Linked DNA regions of Rattus norvegicus: region 1 is linked to region 2. A link is a contact called in public Hi-C data. All regions are on one chromosome and are shown on one strand. Each heading gives the region's core, a stretch centred on a gene start, on an enhancer-like site or on the middle of the called end of the contact. The rest is flanking DNA. Distances are from core to core; before and after follow the strand shown. Region 1 has its middle 130 kb from the start of Mocs1. Region 2 has its middle 41 kb from the start of Mocs1.

Region 1 (3,704 bases), core at 819-3,318, 90 kb after region 2:
TGGAGCCGTGAGGCAGGTGAATATCTTTAAAGGGACAGGAATGGGAAGCAGCAGGCATGTGAAGTCTTCCCACCCACAGTATCTCCTGGGGACCATCTGTCCCAGGCTGGCTCTTACCAGAGGAGAAAAATGGGTGCCTATGGTACCTGTGATGTATGTGAAGAGGGGAATTAATGGATTGGTCTGAGGCTGTTGGTGCTTGTCATGTGTCTGCATGCTCCTCTCTACCTGCCCTATTTATACTTACCAGAAACTTCTATAGTCCAGGTTGTCTGATTGTGGCTTCTGACCCAGGAGGTCAGGGTGGGGCCTGGGAATCTGCATTTCCCACTGATCTCCATGCTGCTGGTATGTTGGGCAGACATTGAAGAGCAGTGTTAAAGCCTTGATGAAGAGCATCAAGTGTACCAGAGAACCTCTATGAATGCAGATTCTCAGGTCCTGCCAAGCACGCTGGGCAAACCTCCTTGCTCTAGTTTAAGCAGGGCTATGAGAGATTCCCCAGGAGCTATTCTCACAAAGAGGAAGGACAAGACACTTTAAGAGAATTTAGAATCTAGGAGCAGAGACCTGTCCCAGAGCTCTATGCTGTCTGCTTGGTGGTGGGCCCTGGGGAAAGTTCTGTATTCACGGGGCAGCCGGCACCCCAACGTTTCTTAGAACCCTCTATGGAATGGGCACTGACCTACCCACTCTGGTTCTAGGGATTTTCTGATGTGTAACTTACACAAACAGACCTGATTTGTGTTCTTCTGACCAGAACTGCCTTCTGCCCTCTGTGCCCTCTGCCCAGGGGTCTGAGACAAATGGAGATTCCTAGGTCTTGTGGGTATTATAACAGGAATGGAAGGACCACCTCTATGTAAACACTGAGGGCCGAAAAGCTGCAAAGGCATCTACAGGAGGACCTAACTGAGGACTGCCTGAGAGACCAAGGATTGCTGGTGCAGCAAATGCCAGCCAATCGGAAACTGCTGTTTAGAATAGACGCTTCCTTGGGACCAATAGGGTGCGGGTGGAGGTTATTAAAGGAGTTGCAACAGTGTTCAGATGAGCTTGCTGCAGTGTTTCTCACCTGCTCCAGAGTCTGTGTTATTAACTCCAAACTGCCTCACCTCCAACCCCTAAGGACAGTCAGGGTCGGGCGGTCGAGGAGTCCAGGGCATAGACGTCACCATATGTCAAGCCCAGAGGTCAGTAAGAGATGAGGAACTTGTCTCACAGAGCTCACTAGCTGCCTTATCATCCAGCTAATTAATTAAAAAAAAAGACATAAGGCTCTAAAGTCTCGTTGATGTTGGAGAAGCCAATTGATGCCTCTGAGTATGGATGGCAGAGAGATGGCCAGTGCTGGGCTGTGGTGACATCGCCCAAGGATGGCAGAGCAGCCGTCAGCTAATCTTGACGATTAAACTCCTTCCCTGGGAGTTGTTTTTGATTCCTGTGGAATAGATTAAGACTCTGTTTTGAATCCCCTGGGGTTTCCTGTGGAGCATAATTATAGCTGCACTAGAATCAGAATTCAGGTCAACAATTACTTTAATGAGATGTCTGAAGAGCATGGCCAGTGAGGGGGAGGCCCCAAGGGAGAGGAAGGGAGGGAGGGAGGGAACTGGGGGGGTGGGTGAGGGAGGAAGGAGGGAAGTTTTACAAAAAGGTAAATAGAAAAAAGGGAGAGACAGGGAAGGGGAGGAAGGAAGAAAAAGAGAAAGGGAAGCCAGCCAAGTGAAAGACTTGGAGAGGGAGAGAGGCAAGCCACCAATGAGAGACATGGGGAGGAGGGAGAGAGGGAGGCCAGCCAATGAGAGACATGGGGAGGAGGGAGAGAGGGAAGCCAGCCAATGAGAGGCATGGAGAGGAGGGAGAGAGGGAAGACAGCTAATGAGAGGCATGGGGAGGAGGGAGAGAGGGAAGCCAGCCAATGAGAGGCATGGAGAGGAGGGAGAGAGGGAAGACAGCTAATGAGAGGCATGGGGAGGAGGGAGAGAGGGAAGCCAGCCAATGAGAGGCATGGAGAGGAGGGATGGAGCCAGATTGTGAGACAAGGGGAAGAAAGGCTCCTTAGAGGCAAGCCAATGAAAAACAAGAAGTGACAATAGAAGGGAGCCAAGGAGAGACTTACTGCGTCCTACAGTGAGCCAAGCGGTTTTTCAAAGATGAACAGAAAACTGGTCAATAAACAAGACGAGGATTGGACACCTGTGGAGAGGTCTATGGTCTTGGAGTCGGACATTTCTGGAGCTAGCAGGAGGGTTGGAAGAATGACTGTTACCACCCATACACAAGGCTTCTGTTCCTGGATTTACCCCCTTAGAACTGTGTTGATTTGGTCTCATCTCTAGACCTGTCTGATCTTGTCCCCCAGTTTCTCAGGTAAATGTTAAGCATAAACGTTTGAAACCGGTACTGCCTCATGCGCCCAGGAGCACACACCTAACTGGGGATGGTGACAGTCTGGCAGCTCTTCTGACTGTTCTTTGACCTCTGGAATCTGCCTGTGAAAGCCTGAGGTTCACCCTGGCTACTTGCCTCTCCAGGCTGCTCCTAGCCAATGACACCCAACAGGGTTACTGACAGGGCCATTTCTCCCCACCCTAGGGAGGGGCTCCGCCCCCTCCCCCTTCCTCCCTCTCCGCCCTCTCTCTCCGTTCTCCTCTTCCTCCTCCTCCCCCTCCTCCTCCTCCTCCCCCTCCTCCCTCCTCCTCCCCCTCCTCCTCCTCCCCCTCCTCCCCCTCCTCCCCCTCCTTCCCCTCCTTCTTCCCCTTCTCCCCCTCCTCCTCCCTCCTCCTCTTCCCCCTCCTCCACCTCCTCCCCCTCCTCCTCCTTATTCTCCTCCTCCTCTTCCTCTTTCCCCCTCTCAGCTCTTTACCCTTCCTCCTAGCCTCCTAGCCCCTCTCTAGTCTTTGTTCCTTCTGCATCCATGCTTCCCCTTTGTTCCTGCTCTATCTCCTATCTTTCTCTCCTCCCCTCCCAGCTTCCTCTCGGGACCAAACATCATCTGTCACAGCCCGAAGACGAAACAAACCCGCCCACTTCACCTTTTCTAGGAATCTCCCTCCACAGCTCCTTTGTACCTTGTGATAGTTCATCTTCATCCTTAAACATGATAAGATTTAGAAGCACAATTTGGGCCATGTGGAGGCTGGCAGAGCACAGAGATAAAAGGAGCCTGGGTAGCCATGGAGCCACCTGCTATACCCATTGAGAATGCTGGATGAGAGAAAAATAGATTCCCGTATTTCCTGAGCCATTAGTATTCAGTCTTTCAATAAAAAAAAAAATCTGGATTTGTATTTTAACTGAAACCTCAATCTTTCTCTGTTTATCGGATGAGTTCTGAAGTACGGGCGGCATACGCCCTATGGAAATGTCAGGCTGACTCCTGACACAAGGATAATGGACGTGTGGGGAGCTTTGTCCCGGGTTGAGTCAGGGCCCCGTGTCTGTGTGTTTAGAAGTGCTGTGGTGTGGCCCGATCTGTCGCTTTAAACTGGGAAGATCCAGCCGGACCCAAGTTAGTGCTGGTGGGGGGGGGGGGAGCTAGGTGTGTGAAGAGACAGAGAACATGGAACCTCGGGAAGAGGGTGTCGGTGGGAGTCACTGAGGGTCACCATGAAGTCCCGTCCAGAGACATCAGCTCTGAAGACAGAACAGGAGCTAAAGTCAGGGACTTGGGTGGGTAGTCATGCAAACAAACCCTGGGA
Region 2 (3,348 bases), core at 248-2,747:
ATGGGTTTTGGGTGTCGAACCCTGGTCCTTATGCCTGTGCAGTGACTTCATTGACAAAGATATCTTTATAGCCCAACATTTCATCTTTTGGGGTTATTTTCTATGTGATACTATGAGACCCAAAGTTTGGGGAGCCTCAGATGTGCTCAAACACAAGCTCCATTGACCTCAGATTAGTTTTTGATAGCAGATTAATTCATAGATTTTACTAGTATTGAATTGGTTTTTTTATGCATACCCAGGATGAAAATGGTGTATCTTTTTGAACACTTAATGATATTGAAGAGTCTGGAACCCACGTGTAGGGGAGTCCCCTGTTTATCATTGTGGTTTTGCTTCACTAGATTTGGTCACAAAGTTCACTGTTTAGAACAAGCTGAGAAATACCCTTTCTCATTGCCTAGGCTCCGTGCAATAGGATGGTCTATTCCTTAAAAACTCAGTAGAATGCCTTCGCAAAATCTTTCAGCGCTGGTCTTCTCTTTGAAGATTTTTAAACTACTATTACAATTTCCTGCTAGTTGTAAGGGCACCGTGTCAAACAGAACAATGGGCATTAGACATCTGGTAAGGGGCTAAAGATAGCCCAAACTAGTGTGGCTGAATCTACAGCATTTTAGGTCCCCACCATCACAAAAATTGCAATCATTTAATCATTTAATCATTGCAATCATTTAATCAGCCTCCTATAGTCTTCAGCACAGGTGTGTGTGTGTGGGGGGGAACTTCAGTCCACAGGACCTTAACATATTTGTAGTGTATAAAGACTATATTGATAAATTATGAATTATGTTGTCTAAAAGTTTATAATTTATAAACTACTTATAAAATATTTGTAGTAGTTAAGATAGTCGTTACCAGTGCACTTACTTATAAATTAGTCACAAACGGGCATCGTGACACTTATCTGTATTTACGAAGAGCATCCACATTGTTTCTTTTGAGGAACAAGGAACCCTGTGATTAGATGGGACACATCCTAAAGACAGACACTGAAAGGCCACCTGGCCCACAGAAGCATTGCCTATTCCGTGGGAGAACCATCCCTCCCATTTCCTGGGGAGCAGCCACAGGAGCAGCTGGCCTAGATGCTGCAGCACCTGCCCCTCCATCAAATCAGCGTGAGCACAGCCAGGGTCTGGCGCAGCCTCCAGCCAGCTGTGAGGAACAAGCCCCTATGACTCGTGCAGTAAGCTTGCCCACAGCCCAGGTGATGTAATGGATGGGCTGTCACCGGCTCATAAAGGAGAGGGACGGCATCTCTGTTCTGACTCAGTCACAGACCCTGTGGATTCCGGGCCCTGAGGCCTCATCGGTGAGGGAGTCTCAGCCTCCTCAGCAGTGCCAGCATCCTTGTTAAATATTTAAACTTCATTTGCCAGAGCAGCGGGATGGAGGCTTCTAAGGAGGGCAATGCCTGTTGTGTCTGGGGACATTGTTCTAGCCCTTCCACAGAGCCACATCTTTCAGGAGGCTTTAATTTCCTCCCTGAAATGCTGCCAGGTCTGTGGGGGGAACAGGATTGATGAAGGGAAGTGGGGACAGGGCAGAGAAGAGAAAGAGTTAAGATTGGGGGAAAGTCGCTTCCTGCCAATTGCTGCTCACAGACAACTGGGAGAAACACTGGCTCCATTCTTTAGTGTTTTACAGTTTACAAAACACTTCTATATTCATTCTTAATCCTCCATAGACCTGTGAGGTCTGACTTCTTCAGTTATAAATTAGATACATTTAGCATTTTGAGAGCATTTCTCGAGTCCTAAGACGTGAGGGTCCCCAGACAGAGCTGTCCCATCAACTCTGAGCAGCTGAAGCGGCTGCTTCTCTTAGCTGAATCCCACATGCACAGCAGGACTTAGCACTGAACGGAACTATTAAGACCCAAACCAGAGCGGAGACTTGGTTCAGTTGGGAGAACGCCTACCAAGCAGGAAGCCCTGGGTTTGATCCTCAGTACTTAAAATGCTATGTTAATGAATGCCTGTATTCCCAGCATTCAGAAGGTGGAGGCAGGAGGATCTGAAATTTAAGGCAATCCAGTTATGTAGCAAGTCTGAGGCCAGCCTGGGCTACAAAAGAAAATCCTGTTTTAAAAGAAAAAAATCCCAGCAGGCAACTGTTTACCAAAGGGCGGCGGGGGCGGGGCGGGGGGGGGGAGCCGGAGAAGGGTGAAAGAAAGGAGGGAGAAGGGAGGAGGTAGGGAAAAGGGAAGGGATGGGAGGAGAGAAGTGGGCAACCAGAGAGGGGAGGGATGGGAAAAGGAGAGGGGAGAAGAAATGGGAGGGAGGAAACAATGTTTCATTCTTTGGCTCCTGCTGAATAATCCCGGGGCCCTGCACAGCTCCAGGTAAGAATCCAGTGAGCTCAGTATCCCTCCACTGTGCAGAGAGAGGGACACAGATCAGGACATGTGCTTGGGCTTCCCTTTCTGTTTTCCTGTAATCTCCCTTCTCTGAATTTCCAACCATCACTCCTCACAAACAGCCTTGGGCTGTGTTTCTGTGGTTTTCAAGCACAGATCACCTTCTACAGCCTCCTTCCCCGCCAAGTCAGCTCTGTGGGCAAGAGAGAGATGACTGTGGTCAGTGCTTTGCTAATGGCCACTGCAGCTGACTAACTCAGTGACTTGAAATGGAGGTTTACTCCCTGTCTTAAAGGCCGAAAGTGAAACAAGGGACTTTAGGATGCCTGCTCCTGCTGAGGGCTGAGAGCTCCCTCCCAAACCCACCTAGCTCTGTATGTAACATCCCTTGGCTTGCCTTAGCTTAAGCTCACACTGGCCTCTGATCTCCATGTGTCAGACTCCTGCTAACTCCCCTCAGAGGCTGTATTTGGCTTCTCAGAGGAATAGAACAGATAGTGTTGAGAACAAGCAAAAGAAACATATTCCAACCACTTCCATTTCACTTTCTGACTTCATTTAATCATAGGGAGAAACTAAATTCAAGGCCCTAGGCCTTGGGGGAGCTGGGGACTTTCCTACAGCTGAATAGCTTCTTTTGTTAACAGTTGTCTGAGTCTAGACATCTCAGGGACAACTTGTAAGGAGACAGCTGTCTGAATCCAGACATCTCAAGGACAACTTCTCCATCTTGTTGGCAGGGTCAAGCCTAGGAATGAACACCTATCCCACTTCTCCCGATGTTTTCTTAATTGTCTGTTAACGGTAGAGACTATAGAAATCGCTGCTATCTAAACCAAGGTGCATAAGTTATAATACTATGTAATCAATTTCCTATTATGTCCTAATTAGCTACACACAGCTGACCCACTCCTTTGATCTCTTGTCACTTGAGCTCTGGACCTGATATGTATGGGCATGAATTAAGGACCTTGAAGCCAGGTGCC

The links. A called contact is a pair of places that touch in the nucleus more often than the background predicts.
Region 1: a contact with region 2 is called in a Hi-C map of frontal cortex, with 1.7 times the contacts expected there. The contact joins two enhancer-like sites. A contact is called at or near these places in 5 of 12 Hi-C or Micro-C datasets (the A7r5 cell line, frontal cortex, kidney and 2 more).

The regions. Positions count from the first base shown.
Region 1 is chr9:19,194,478-19,198,181 of GRCr8, forward strand. No RefSeq gene overlaps it. Among named protein-coding and RNA genes, the nearest start is that of Mocs1, 130 kb to the left of the region's middle. Within about 2 kb of position 2,069, at least 30 of the 93 cell types and tissues checked have an H3K27ac peak or open chromatin away from gene starts, as enhancers often do.
Region 2 is chr9:19,105,149-19,108,496 of GRCr8, forward strand. No RefSeq gene overlaps it. Among named protein-coding and RNA genes, the nearest start is that of Mocs1, 41 kb to the left of the region's middle. Within about 2 kb of position 1,498, at least 30 of the 93 cell types and tissues checked have an H3K27ac peak or open chromatin away from gene starts, as enhancers often do.